2 separate regions of the Mus musculus genome follow, and region 1 is linked to region 2. Evidence: chromatin contacts called from public Hi-C data. All regions are on one chromosome and are shown on one strand. Each heading gives the region's core, a stretch centred on a gene start, on an enhancer-like site or on the middle of the called end of the contact. The rest is flanking DNA. Distances are from core to core; before and after follow the strand shown.

What was found. Hi-C and Micro-C count contacts between places; a contact is called where the count stands out from the background.
Region 1: a Hi-C map of the HPC-7 cell line shows a contact between it and region 2, with 1.7 times the contacts expected there. The contact joins the promoter of Tnni1 here to the enhancer-like site in region 2. A contact is called at or near these places in 1 of 39 promoter capture datasets (cranial neural crest), 1 of 484 Hi-C or Micro-C datasets (the HPC-7 cell line) and 3 of 9 other capture datasets (adipose tissue, liver and pancreatic islet).

What each region holds. Positions count from the first base shown.
Region 1 is chr1:135,794,759-135,801,673 of GRCm38.p6, forward strand. Tnni1 (troponin I, skeletal, slow 1) reads left to right here and starts at 4,663. Exons shown (of 10, transcript NM_021467.5): 1 at 4,663-4,738; 2 at 5,215-5,262.
Region 2 is chr1:135,627,839-135,633,970 of GRCm38.p6, forward strand. It overlaps a transcript of Nav1 not described here. Among named protein-coding and RNA genes, the nearest start is that of Gm4793, 33 kb to the left of the region's middle. Within about 2 kb of position 3,828, at least 94 of the 459 cell types and tissues checked have an H3K27ac peak or open chromatin away from gene starts, as enhancers often do. A contact at or near this core is called in the HPC-7 cell line, adipose tissue, liver and 1 more, where this site is marked.

The DNA of each region.
Region 1 (6,915 bases), core at 3,413-5,912, 170 kb after region 2:
TCTGCTAGGCTCTCTCTCCAGTGACACAGGTTGATCTGTGGTGGAAAACTGAGGAGTGACAGCCTTTCTTTGTTCTGGCTAATCTCTCTTCCTCCATCCCCTGCCCTCCCCCTCCCAGGGTCCAATGTAGACAACTGATCTCAGGGCAAGGACAGATAGGCTCAGCATGGAGTGGAGTGGGTGTGGAGAGGGGGCTCCGTCTTGGCTGTCACTGGGGCATGGTCCCTGAGCAGTGTGGGAGGGGAGGGCCTGCTGGCAGGACAAATGGGCTGACTTTGTCACTTGCTAATTTAGGTTCTTCAGCTTTCCAAACAATGCCGGGGCAGCTGGGGCTGGCTGACAGGTGTCTTCCACTGAGATGGCTGACCCCGACTCTACTACCCATGGCCTTGTAGGCCTCAGCTCTTCTGGCTAGATACTTTCTTCCTCCCATACCCTATAGTCTCTCTCGCCCCAGGAGAGGCAATATGACTTTGGAAACCAGTGTGACCAAAGGGGGATACTCTACCTAGGCTTCCCTCTTTCACTAACCCACTCTGAGTCTCTCTCCTGCCCTCCCCCCAACATAGAAAGCCCCTGGGACTCCTGCGGTCTTCTTCCTTTTCTCCTTCCAACTCAAACTGTCCTCAAACTTATAGCCACCCTCCTGTCTCAGTGTCCCAAGTGTTGGAATGACGGGCACGCGCCACCGCGCCCCACTTTTGTTCTGTTAATTCCTCATTGGATTGAAGGACATAGAAGTTGTGACCCTGGGGTCATTCCCCTGAGTCCCAACTTCTGTCAACACTGCCTGCCTTAGAGTCCCCTGGACTTTTAAAGAAGCTGAAGGAAGCTTATCAGCCTGTCCAGTGCAGAAGTTCCCTAGGAGGCAAGAGGGAGTCCCTTGGAAGGCAGGCTCCCTTACGGTCATGGCATACTCTTAAGCCAGTTTACCAAGGAGAAAGGTTCTAAGGGCCCTGGGGAGCTGGCTTATCTAGCCTTGAGCCTTTATTTAGGTGAGACTGGGGATGATGCTGAGATGGGGGTGGAAGTGGGGTGAATAGCAGAGAGTAGAAACTGTAGATGAATCTGGGAGGCCCTGGAACATGAGGAGTTGTATGTAGCAAGTGGTCATCCTAGGAAAGCAAAGGAGTGCTCCTAGAGCTCTGGGTTAGCACCGGGACATACGGTGCAGCTAAGTATACCCTTGTGCTCCCTAAGTCCTACTCTGAGCTGGAGGAGCCTCAGTGCCTGCTGGGCTTCTTTCATTAAGAAGGGCCTGCCTTCTCATTCACTCAATGGACACCTATGGGCCTTAGCAGCATTAAAGACGGAGACAGGGGTGTGTTTGGAGTAGAAGGAGGAACAGAAGCAGAGTTAGAACAAGACGAATGCTCACCTTAGGGAAGAGTCTGTGCAGAGGGGCTGCTCATCGATCGGAACTGCTTATCACATGTCCATGTTATCTCCATGTTCTCCTGGACTGTGGAGTCTTCCTCCTCTGACCTTCATGGTCCTCCCAGCAAGAGAGAAAGCTGCTTTCAGGAAGGTGAAGCCTAGGGGGCTGGGTTTTGCCAAGGAAGTGTCAGGATCTTCCCCAAGACCTTGCCCTGCTCTGGGTTCACTTCACCTACCCTAAGTTCTTCTCACTGACCTTGCAAGTTCACTGCTTTCTGGATGGCTCCAAGCAGACCTAACCATGAAGCCTGGGGCCCTTCAACTCACAGGAGAGAGCCCATTAAGTTCTTATTGCTGCTATAATAAGCCGCCACAAGCTTAACTACTCAAAGCAATACAAGTTATCCTGAAAGGCCAATGTCTAAAACCAGTCTCACAAGGCTGGGGCATGAGATATTTGCAAGCCTGCTTCCTTCTGGAAGCCAGGGAAGGCTATTTCCTTTTCTCTTCTAGGTCCTGGAAGCCACCTGTGTCCCTTGGCTGGCTCTCACATCCTCCAACTTGGAGGACAGTGTTTTGCATCTCTCTCCTTTGACCTCTATTTCATTTGTCACATCTCCTACCAACTCTGAGCCACTTACCCCAGTTTTAAAAGGGCACTTGTGATAACTCAGGAGAATTCCCCATCTTTAATTTAATCATATCTGTGATTTGGCTATATAAAATATTCTATTCACATTGTTGTGTTTGCAGAACCATTATCCACATGGCCACAGGAAGTTCTGCCTGGGGACTCTGGAGAGCTTGTGAGTGCTGGCTGTTTCTGGCTCCATGTCTGAGGAGAAGCTAGACATAGCCTGGAGGCTCTTCCATAGCTGCCCCTGTAGAGGTAGAATAGGAAGTGGGTGACCTATTCCCGGACAGATGTGAACTGAAAAGGAGGCGCCCTTTACTGTAAGCAAGGAGGTCAGGAGAGAAGCAACAGAGGCACCTTGATAAGGGCAGTGATTGGGGTAGCAGGGCAGAGACATCCGGATTGAACCCTTAGCTAGGCTGAGAAGGACTCCTGCTAGAGATTGCAGGGCCTACCAGTGGGTGGCTCTGGAGGTCTCTGTACCCACTTCCATGCTTGGGGAAACTGGAGCTTGTACAAGCACCTCAGGCCATGACAGACTTAGTTTTGAGGGTCATTTTTGAACGATATCAAGAGACAGACCCCAGAGAAGTCTGTGGGCCAGTGTACAAAGCCAGAATTGGGGCCAGAGTGCAAAGCCAACATTGGAGTCATGAGCTTGGGTGGGTGCGCACGCGCGCGCGCGCGCGAGAGAGAGAGAGAGAGAGAGAGAGAGAGAGAGAGAGAGAGAGAGAGAGAGATGGGTGCTTGGAGCCACAAGGTGTGAAGGGAAAGAAAATTGAGGCAGGACGCTGGAACCTAGAACAAGAGAATCCAGTTCCTGCTTTCCCCAAGACCCTCTTCACATTGTCTTGTAGTTTCAGCAGAGAAGACACCCTCTTGGTTGGTCTACATTCACAGTGACTTGTTGTAAGCCGATGGTTACCTAATTTTTGGTTTGTTCTGGTCCTTTCTTGTGCTTTGCCACATTTTCTTTATTTTCCTTTTCAAAAAGCAAGGTAATTCATGCCGACAACTCATTTTTGGTGTGAGGTCTTAACGGTCCATTGTTAGAATGTTTGCTCTCTACTGAGTTTGATCCTTAGCACCCATATCAGAACATCACCTCAGCACTGGGAGACAGGCTGGGCTCTGGGACTCTCTGGGAAGGTAGCTTAGTTGAATCAGTGAACCACAGGTCCTAGTGAGAGACTCTGTCTCTAAAAATATGGCAGGTGTTCCCATTGAATGGTACCCCAGGTCGACTTGAGCCTCCACAATTATCAATATGCCTCTGCACACACACTTATATATACACTGCACACATGATAACACACACACACACACACACATACACACACACACACACACACACACACACACACACACACCTGCGCGCACACACATACACCTCAAATTTTTTCTTTAAAATTATTTATTTATTTATTTATTTATTTATTTATTTATTTATTTATTTATTTATTATAAGTAAGTACACTGTAGCTGTCTTCAGATGCACCAGAAGAGGGCATCAGATCTCATTATGCGTGGCTGTGAGCCACCATGTGGTTTCTGGGATTTGAACCCATGACTTTCAGAAGAGAAGTCTTACAGGCTTCGAGAATGTGACCTGTGAAGAGCAGACTTGGAGCCATCTCTGCCAGGCAGCAGAATATTAGTGTCCCCATGGCAGGATTTTTCTTCTTTATGGGCCCTGGAAATACACCTCCTTAGCTCACACTTGCCCACCTACACCCTCCCTCTGAGAGCCTGCTTCTGACCTCCCAGAGGGGGTCAGTCCTCTGCCTGTCCTGCCTAACCTGGGATCTTGGCCTACAAGATGACTGACTATAATAGCCACTGGATTAACATAGCAGGCATTGTCTTTCTCTGACTATAGGGTGGGTATTATGTGTTCATCAACAGCCCTAAAAATACTCAGGAAACAGGTGTGGCCCTGCAGTCAGGCAGGCTCTGGTTGACATGAAGATTAAGCAGGGAAAAGACTTTTAGTCTCCCTGGGTTCAAGAAACGGAATGTGGAATGCTACTTAGAACCTGGGCAATGGGGATTCCTTAAAGGCCATCTGAAGATGTGGATGGAAGTCTACTCCATCTGCAGGCTTCCATGAACACAAAGGTTGTGTTTCTGCTATTGGGACTCAGCTGGACCTCAGAAACATGCTCTGGGGCCACCAGAACTCTGCAGGCACCCTCCTGTCTCACTGTCACCAGAGACACAAACACTTAGGTCTTTGGTTTTTTGAGGGGTTTGAAGCATGTCTACAATGTCCTGGCTGCAGAGGAAGTGTCAGCCTGCCAGCTCCTTCCCTGGTCCTTTTAATGGTTTCTCAGGCCTCCCAATGCCCTGATCTCCTTCATACCCCTTCCTGTTCATGTGTCTGGTCAGCTCCACAGCCAGTGTAGTCTTCCCCTCTCTGCCTTCTCCCAGGTGAATGCTGTTTCCCCCAAGTCAAAGGCTCATGTGTGCAGGGTTGGTGTGTGCTCCTGATGCACACACACTGGTCTCTAAGCCTGTGGTCTACACGGCAGCACATATCTGCCCTGCGAGGTGTGCAGGGTGGGAGGGGGTGGGAAGGAGGGGCAGCTGGAGGGGCAGCGGCTGTTCTATTTTTACTGGCCAGTTGCCGGAGGCCACGGTTTTCATAGCCTGCCCTCAGCTCTGCCCCCACACTCTGCAGTCTGTGGTGAGGCTCAGGCCAGCCTAGCTCCACGAGGACTAAACTAGGTAAGTGTCTGACCATGGACCTGGGCAGGGCTGAGTAGAGAGGTGAGGTTTTGTTTAAAGAGGAAATGAAGTTTGGGAGACAGAGATGTTTCTTATTTGGATAAGAAGGTTTGGTGGCAGACTACCGTACGAACCTTGCCTTTTGTCCCATCCAACAGCTGTGGGTGTTGGGTCTTGAGGGAAACAATTGTCCAACATGTTCCTCAGGGGCTCAAAGCAGGGCAGAGTGGAGGATGCTCTCATGAGGGACTGCAGCCAGTGGCAGGAAGGACAGGGCTCCTGGTGGGAGGGGTGGCACTGGGGACCAAGTGAGCCAAGGCATCACAATTAGGAGAAGCCTGGGGAGACAGGACAGTGGTTAAGGCCTGCAGCAACAGGAAAAGAAGATGGCTGGCATGCAGGACTCTGAGGAGACAGTCCGGAGGCCCTGCTGACCAAAGAGACCATCTTGTTTCTTTGTCCTTTCTCTCTGACAGGCACTTTGAGCCCTCTTCACCTGTCTCACCTGCACAGGACACGAACAGGTAAAGACAGACCGTCATGCCTCTCCACTGTTTCTGGCTCTGAGTTGTAGGAGCTGTTGGCAGGAGGTGGATGACAGCAGTGTCTGGGGTGGGAACACAAGAGCCTGTGAGGACATAAGCTAGTAAGATATCTAGACAGCGTGGTGGTAGGAGGAGGATTAGGTTAAAGGCAGCCCCTACCCCAAGGCATGGACTCTAAGTGCTTCTAATGTTGGACTTCCTGGTCACAAGCTTGGAAGTCCAGCTTGTTAACACCCTGTTTGGGAGGATGGGGGTGCCCTTGAACTAAGGTCCAAGGTCATAGGTGGGGAGCAAGGGTAGAGCATGATGTTCTTATGAGGAAGGTCAGTTCCTTTCTGCTGTGTTTCACACAGGACTTACACACTCACACTTAAGCGTGCAGGCGTGGCGTGGAAAGCTGGCAGCTTTTCCACACCAAGGGCCTCAGGGCCAGGAAGGCAAGCCTTGAGTCAGGTCTGAGTCTGATTCCTTCCTTCCAGCTCTGTGTTTTCTGTTATCTGCTTGTAGTACAGATGGAATTCGGCCCTCCTGCCTCACTGCTATCTACAGCCTGGCTTCTAATCAGGCCCTGCTTCTCTTCCGTAGAGCCTGTCAAGGGGTCCTGCCTGGGAGGGGGGTGGTGGTGTTGTCAGAGCACAGGTCAGGCCTCGTGCTTGATGTGGGACCCCTGGGCCTGGCATTTGTCAGTGTGACAGTTGGGGACTGCCTGGAGCTTGGCAGGAGGCCCAGGCTGGCCCCAGCAGTGGGCCCCACACTGATGACAGTGGGCTTTCTAAAGGATAGAGGAAGGACAGTCATGGCTAAATGCCCACCAGGGTGAAGCATTCTAGGGAGACAGATGCAAGACCTACTCGGCTGAGACTCACATTCCCAGAGGTCAGACAGACGTGGGTGGGGGTGGATCTTTGTCAGCTAGTGTCTCTTTTTGGACTCCCCACCCCCACCCCCGTGTCTTCAGAAGAGCAGAGCTCTTGGGATCAGCAGCTGTGTATAAAACCTAATTTCAGCTAAGCATCTTGGGAATGCATAGATGGTTCCTACATCTCTTTCCCCTGTACCCCCTGGGGACAGCTGAGACTCCAGGGTCACCTCCCACCCAGCCCCCACTCTCTGAATGAACAGAGGCTTAGGTGCAAGGCTCCCTAACAGGACAGGAGATCCAAGCCTGGTCACTGGGCTCGGGGGGGGGGGGGTTCTTCATGGGCCTGAGAAGGGTGACTACGGAATGACATTATTAGTGGGCACTTTGCAAGGGTTCTGTAGTGCTCCAAACTAAGTTCACGAACCTAATCTAAACATGAACTCTGAACTCCATGCCTGTCCTCTCTATATATGCTGCTCCACCGCTTTATCATCCGTCTCAGGCCTCCTGACCAACATCACACATCTTTCCCAGCCTGACTGCTCCTGCTTCCCTGAGCTTCAGCTCAGTCATTTCCTCTATCCCCCACCTATCCACCCTGTCAGGTCTGTAGTCTCTGCAGCCTTCAGGCCTCCTAAAGATGGCCTCGCCCAGAGACAGCCTGTCAGGGGCTTCTCACTGCTCCACAGTTCTGCTCTCTCAGAGGACTGCTGTGCCAGCTTTTAAAACCAGTCATTGCTACTTAGTGGTTGAACCTGCTTTGCTTCCAA
Region 2 (6,132 bases), core at 2,578-5,077:
CTGGGAGAGATGAACGTCCCAGGAGTCAGATCTCAGATGCAGCATCTGCCTAGCGCTGGAGGGTGGCTGCCCAGGGTGAACTTGATCTTAAGCACTTCAGCTTAGGAGAGTTCATCCTAGATAAGGGACTGATTGACAGCTAAGCATCTAAGCCTCCTTAGTTTCCCACTTCTCTCCGTCCATTCTCTCTCCTTCCTCCACATTTTCTTTGTAATGTTTTTGTTGTTGTTTTGCTTTTTTGCCTTTTTATTTTGTTTTGTTTTTGGAGTTCTCAGGGTTCCCCTGTGTAGCGCTGGCTGGCTGGAACTCTGTAGACCAGGCTGGCCTGGAATTTCCAAAAATCCACCTTACCTCTACTTGCCATGTGCTGGGATAAGTGCGCATCACCACCATCCAGCTGTAAAGTTTTTATCTTAAAGCATTATTATTTTGGATTTGCATATACTAATTGTACATATTTTGGGTTCCATAAGGACAGTATGGAGTATATACTGTATTCCGGCCATGTATTCCAGCATATCCTCTTTTCTTCCCTGCCCCTCCTACTTCCTCCTAGTCTCTTTGCTTCTCCCAGACAGGTTTGCTTTCATTTTCAAGTCACATATGTATCTATACATGTATAGATCCTATAGGTCTATATATAGTCCTAGACTCTCAGATGTGATACTGGTCTTTTTGAGCTTGGTTTAATTTGCTCAATGTGACAATCTCCAATTGTATCCATTTTCCTGAAAAGTGACACAATTTTATTCTATGGCTGAATAAAATTCCATTGTGAATATAAACCGTCTTCTTCTTATCCACTCCTCTGTTGATGTGCACCTGGGTTGCTTTGTAATTTCTATTGTAAATAATACAACAGTAAACCATGGCACGTGGGGTCTCTGCACTTGGAGCGGTGTAGCTGGATCATGGAATACAGTTTTTACATTGTTGCTGCTGCTTTGTTTTAAAGAATCTCAATACCGATTTCTGTACTGGTTATAATGGCTTAACAGTGTGTACGTGCTCCCTGTTCCCTGAATTCTCACCAGCACTTGCTATTATTTATTTTCTTAGGAAAAGGAGCAGCACTCCCATCTGCCCTCTGCCCGGTTTCCCTTAATGTTCAAGCTTCACACAACCACACGTCATTGTCAAAACCTGGAGACTAACACCGGCATATTACTATTGACTAAACTGCAAGCTCTCTTTGGAGTTCACCAGTTTTGTTTTGTTTTCCTTCAATGGTCCCTTCTTTTCCTGTTGCATTTGGCTCACCTCCACCTTCTAAAACCCACAATGCCCTTTGAAGACTGGATCCTGAACCAGTGAGATGGCTCAGTGGGTAAAGGCATTTGTCAACCATTTGAGTTGCATTCCCAGGGCTCACACAGTGGATGGAGAGAAGCAATCCCTGCACAATGTCATTCTGACCCCCACAGACATGCCACGGTGCATGTGCGCCCACATGCAAAATAAAATGTTAATTCAAAAATAAAAAGACAGGCCGGGCAGTGATGGCGCACGCCATTAATCCCAGCACTCGGGAGGCAGAGTCAGGCAGATTTCTGAGTTCGAGGCCAGCCTGGTCTACAGAGTGAGTTCCAGGACAGCCAGGACTACACAGAGAAACTCTGTCTCAAAAAACTCCAATAAAAATAAAAATAAGGGGTTGGGGATTTAGCTCAGTGGTAGAGCAGTTGTCTAGCAAGCGCAAGGCCCTGGGTTCGGTCCTCAGCTCTGGAAAAACAAACAAACAAACAAACAAACAAACAAATAAAATAAAGACTGTAGTCCACCTTGCCATGTTTCAGAGAAAAGGCAGAAGACATTTGTTTTACTGTCCATTCTAGGTTTGGAACCCAAGGAAGGAGAAATTAAGTCTCAGAGAAGGTGAGCCCTGCAGGAGATTCACTGGCTGCCTCCACCTGGAGACTCTTTCTATGGAAACCTTCCTCTACCCCAGCCTGGGTGCCTTCCTGTCCAAGGGTCATTCCAAGTGCAAAGGCTTTGAGAGAGAACTGCCCCAGAACCCTAATAAATAAGGGGAACCCAGAAGAGCTGACTGCTTAGGACCCTTCCCCTAAGGGCTGCTCATCTGCTCTGAGCTGCTCCTTTGGATCGAAGCCCAGAACATGGCCTGTAACTTTAAGACTCAGCCCCTGTTTTGAGCACACAGCAAGCACCTCATAACAAACAGCTGGAAAGAGAAGTTGAGACACTGCATCTCAGCAGAATTGTTTCCAAATAAAGTGTTGTTTCTCTCCCTCCTCAGACTAGCCCTGGTGATGCACCCAGCGCTTAAGCACTGCGGATCTTTTCTTGCTTATGACACAGACACTCTCCCCTCCCCGCTCCACACCCTCGGGCCCCATCCCCAGCATGGCCTCTTTTATAGCAAGGATAAGAATGGTGCTAACAGGAATCTGAGTGTTCTCAGGAAGCCTTCCTGCAGCTCCCCCCATAAAAAGACCCCTGGTAAAGGCTTATCTTTCTAGAGAGGTAAGATTCATAGAAAGATACTTCCAGAACATCAACATCAGGGGATGGGGGTGGGGATCCTGTGTCTGAGATCCCAGACCTCTGTACTAGGGTCAGGACCTCATGAAACTCTCAACACATTAGTTTTGTGCTCTGTAGTTTACGAGGGTCACAGAAAACTGAATTGTATCCAGAGCAGGAGGGCTGGCCCGGTAGAGGTTAATGGACTGGGGTGGCATATCCGCCATGAATCGAGGGATGCTGGCTAATGGGCTTTGCAGATATAAAACCTTTGTCTTCCATTTTCACTAAGATAGGGTCTTGAAGTCCCTTTCCAACCATAAAAATTAGAACCAGAGAAGAAAATGACCAGGGTGGCAGCCGGGAGATCCTGAACATGTGCCCCATGAAGCGTGTGGCATTACCTTCTCAGAGAGCTCTCTGATATGATTTCTCTTTCCTAGGAGATCCATCCTTGCCAGCGGGGCCTAGGTGAGGAGACTGGGAAAGTCAGTGACCCCCAACACCCAGATACCTGGTTTGACTCCTCCTTATGTTAAGTGGGACCAATCCAGTCCAGGCCCCAGGAAAAGCTCCAGAAATGTTTGTGTTGTTTTCCGTTTCTTGAGACAGGCTCTCAGTATGTCCTCCAGGATGGCCTTTAACTTGGGGTCCCCTGGGATTACAAGCATGTACACCACGCAGGGCTGGAAGTGGTTTCTGAGTGAAGGGCAGAGCCCCCTAATCCTAATACCTCCCTGATATTAGCCACCTGTCCAAGGCAAGGGCAAGGATAGGATGACCCTTGTAGAACCCATTCAGCTCCAAGACTAACCATAGAAGGAAGAGCAGCCTCCTCTCTCCATCCCCCAGTCCCTGGACTGAAGACTCTGCTGCCTGGGTACCACTAGGATTTCCCATCCAAAAAAAAAAAAAAAAGATTTCCCATCTGAGAAGATCTCCCTGACCTTCTCTGAGGAGAAGAGAGGCCCTGAGCTCCGTCTCCATGCCACGTACACAACAATGCTCTTCACTCCTGATCTATCCTGGACATCTCTAGCAATGATGCCTTCTTGAGGAAGTTAGTCTGCTGCCAAGTACTGTGTCTGGATCAGACTAGACAATCAATATGCTGGTCTGCTTCTTGGTCCCTGAAGCTGGGCTCCTCTCCTCTGTCCCTTACAGAGGCAGGATGGTCAACCCCCCCCCCCCACTCTTGTTCTCTGCGGGCCCCGGAATGAAGGCTCCTGGGAAGGATTGGCCTCACTTCATCTCACTGAGCTGCTAGCTCACCAGTCTAAATGAAGAACATGAGCAACAGCTGTTAAGGAAGCTGACCTGGACTTCTGGGCTAAACAGGAAGTAGGGTGGAGGGCAGGGGCGGAGCTTCCTGAGGAGTAGGAAGGAGGAAATCTGGCCCACGTGCTCCCTGTGTTATCGTAGCTTGGCACTCAGCCCAGCAGAGCAGAGGCTGCAGCCTGCAGGAAGGTGTCTGTAGATCCAGTCTTCAAACATTAGCTGGAAGCCCTCCGGGGCATGTTAGGATGTTATCTGATCATCTGTGGTTTGCACTACGAGCGCTGCTCACTCAGAAAGTCTCAACTCCAATCAACACAGAGCCCCCAGAAAGATGGTAAGATTGGAAGTGGGAGATATGCGGTAAAGACAGGTATGTGTGAATCCCAGGAAACGCTGGGTGCTTTGAGAAGGTAGAGGCTGGGAAGCAAGAGGAGGCTGCAGAAAACCCAGAACACTCTAAACTGCTGTCCTAGGGTTTCTATTGCTGTGAAGAGACACCACGGCCACCACAACTGTTATAAGAGGAAACATTTATCTGGGGCTGGCTTACAGTCCAGAGGTTTAGTCCATTATCATCATGGTGGGAAGCATGGTGGCATACAGGCTGACATGCATGCAAAAATTACAGGAATTCTACATTTGGATCCTCAGGCATCAGGAGAGACAATGACACACTGGCCAGGCTAGAGCATCAGAGACCCCAGAGCCCATTCCCAGTGACACACTTTCTCTGACAAGGCCATACCCACTCCAGCAAGGCCACACCTCCCAATAGTGCCACTCCCTATGAGCCTATGGAGCCATTTTCATGCAAACTACCCCACTTGCCCATAGGCGTGCTTCATAGTTGTTGGCTCTGATTACAAGGTCACTTCTGCAGCCCTTGGGCTAAACCAGAGTTCCTTCTGTGTGTTGTTAAAACTCATCCTACCTGTTCAGTCTCTTCCCACAGGGCTGTAAGTTCAATGGGGGCATTCTAGAAGCCCATCACTACCTCCCACAACCCTGTTGTGTGGTCAATAAATACGGTTAAATAGATAACTACACAAAGTACTTTGGGAATGACCAAAAAGGGAAGCTTGGGGCTGACGAGATGGCTCTGCAGTTAAGGGCACTGACTGCTCTTCCAGAGGTCCTGAGTTCAATTCCCAGCAACCACACAGTGGCTCACAACCATCTGTAATGGGATCTGACCCTCTCTTCTGGTGTGTCTGAAAGCAGTATACTCACATATATAAAATAAATAAATCTTTTTTTAAAAAAAGGAGGGAGAGTCTGTAGGAAGTATATGTGTGTGTATGTGAGAGAGAGAGAGAGAGAGAGAAAAAAAAGAATGACAGTGTTAGTCCTTGAGTGATCTAGAAAACAAAACAAAACAGGAATTCTTTGGCAGTCTAACCCATGAGGGTACCTCTCAGGCCCAGGTGGTAACGATATGAGGTTGTTCATATTCCCTTGGTGTGTCCGAAGCCCTGGCTAACTTAGGGCTAGCATCAGCGTCAGTGTTGGATTACCCCCAAGGAGAGAAGAATATCTGCCGTCAGGAAGCATCCAGGTTGGAGGACACATGAAGGTGCTTCTGGGGCTTTCCAGCCTTACGGGAGAGATGAGGTCCACAAGGCAGACAGACGCTTGAGAGAAATGCAGTGACAAGAGACAAGAGTATATGTGACATTCACTGTGTACCAGCCACTGCCCCTAGCCTTTCATATGTATCAGCTAATTTCACTTCAGAAAACCCTGTGATGTGGAAAATGTTACTGTTTCCATTTTACAAGTAAGAGAAAGGAGACTGACTCTGGTCGAGGCACTCATCTTAATCCCACTAAGACACAGATTAGATTGGCCAATATTTAAGTCCAAGCTGCAGGCCTCAGAGCCTTCTTGGCTTCCCATGACATCTCTGACTAAAACGACATAGACAACTTCTGGGGAGCTAGTCACGAAGTGAGATAACCACAGTTAATGAGCGTACCAGAAGAGGGGCATGCTGGGAAGGACTGAAGCAAGAGGTAAAGAATATCCTGGTTACAGAAGACGCACATGTCATAGCAGAAACAGCACAAGAATACTGCTTTCAAGTTATCCCAAAGCAGTGGGAAGGGACTTCCTCTTTTTCTCTGGGCTGTAAGACAGTGGTCATGCTGGAGAGCCAGACTCTGATCCTGACCTTTCACTGTGCATAGCTGTTCCAGCCTGTCCTTCCCCAGTTCAAAGCCTGCCCCTAGATTAACTAAAAGCCAGGTGTCTTAGGGTTTTATTGCTGGGAAGAGACACCATGACCATGGCAACTCTTATAATGGAAAACATTTAATTAGGGCTGGCTTACAGTTTCAGAGGTTTAGTCCATTATCATCATGGCAGGAAGCA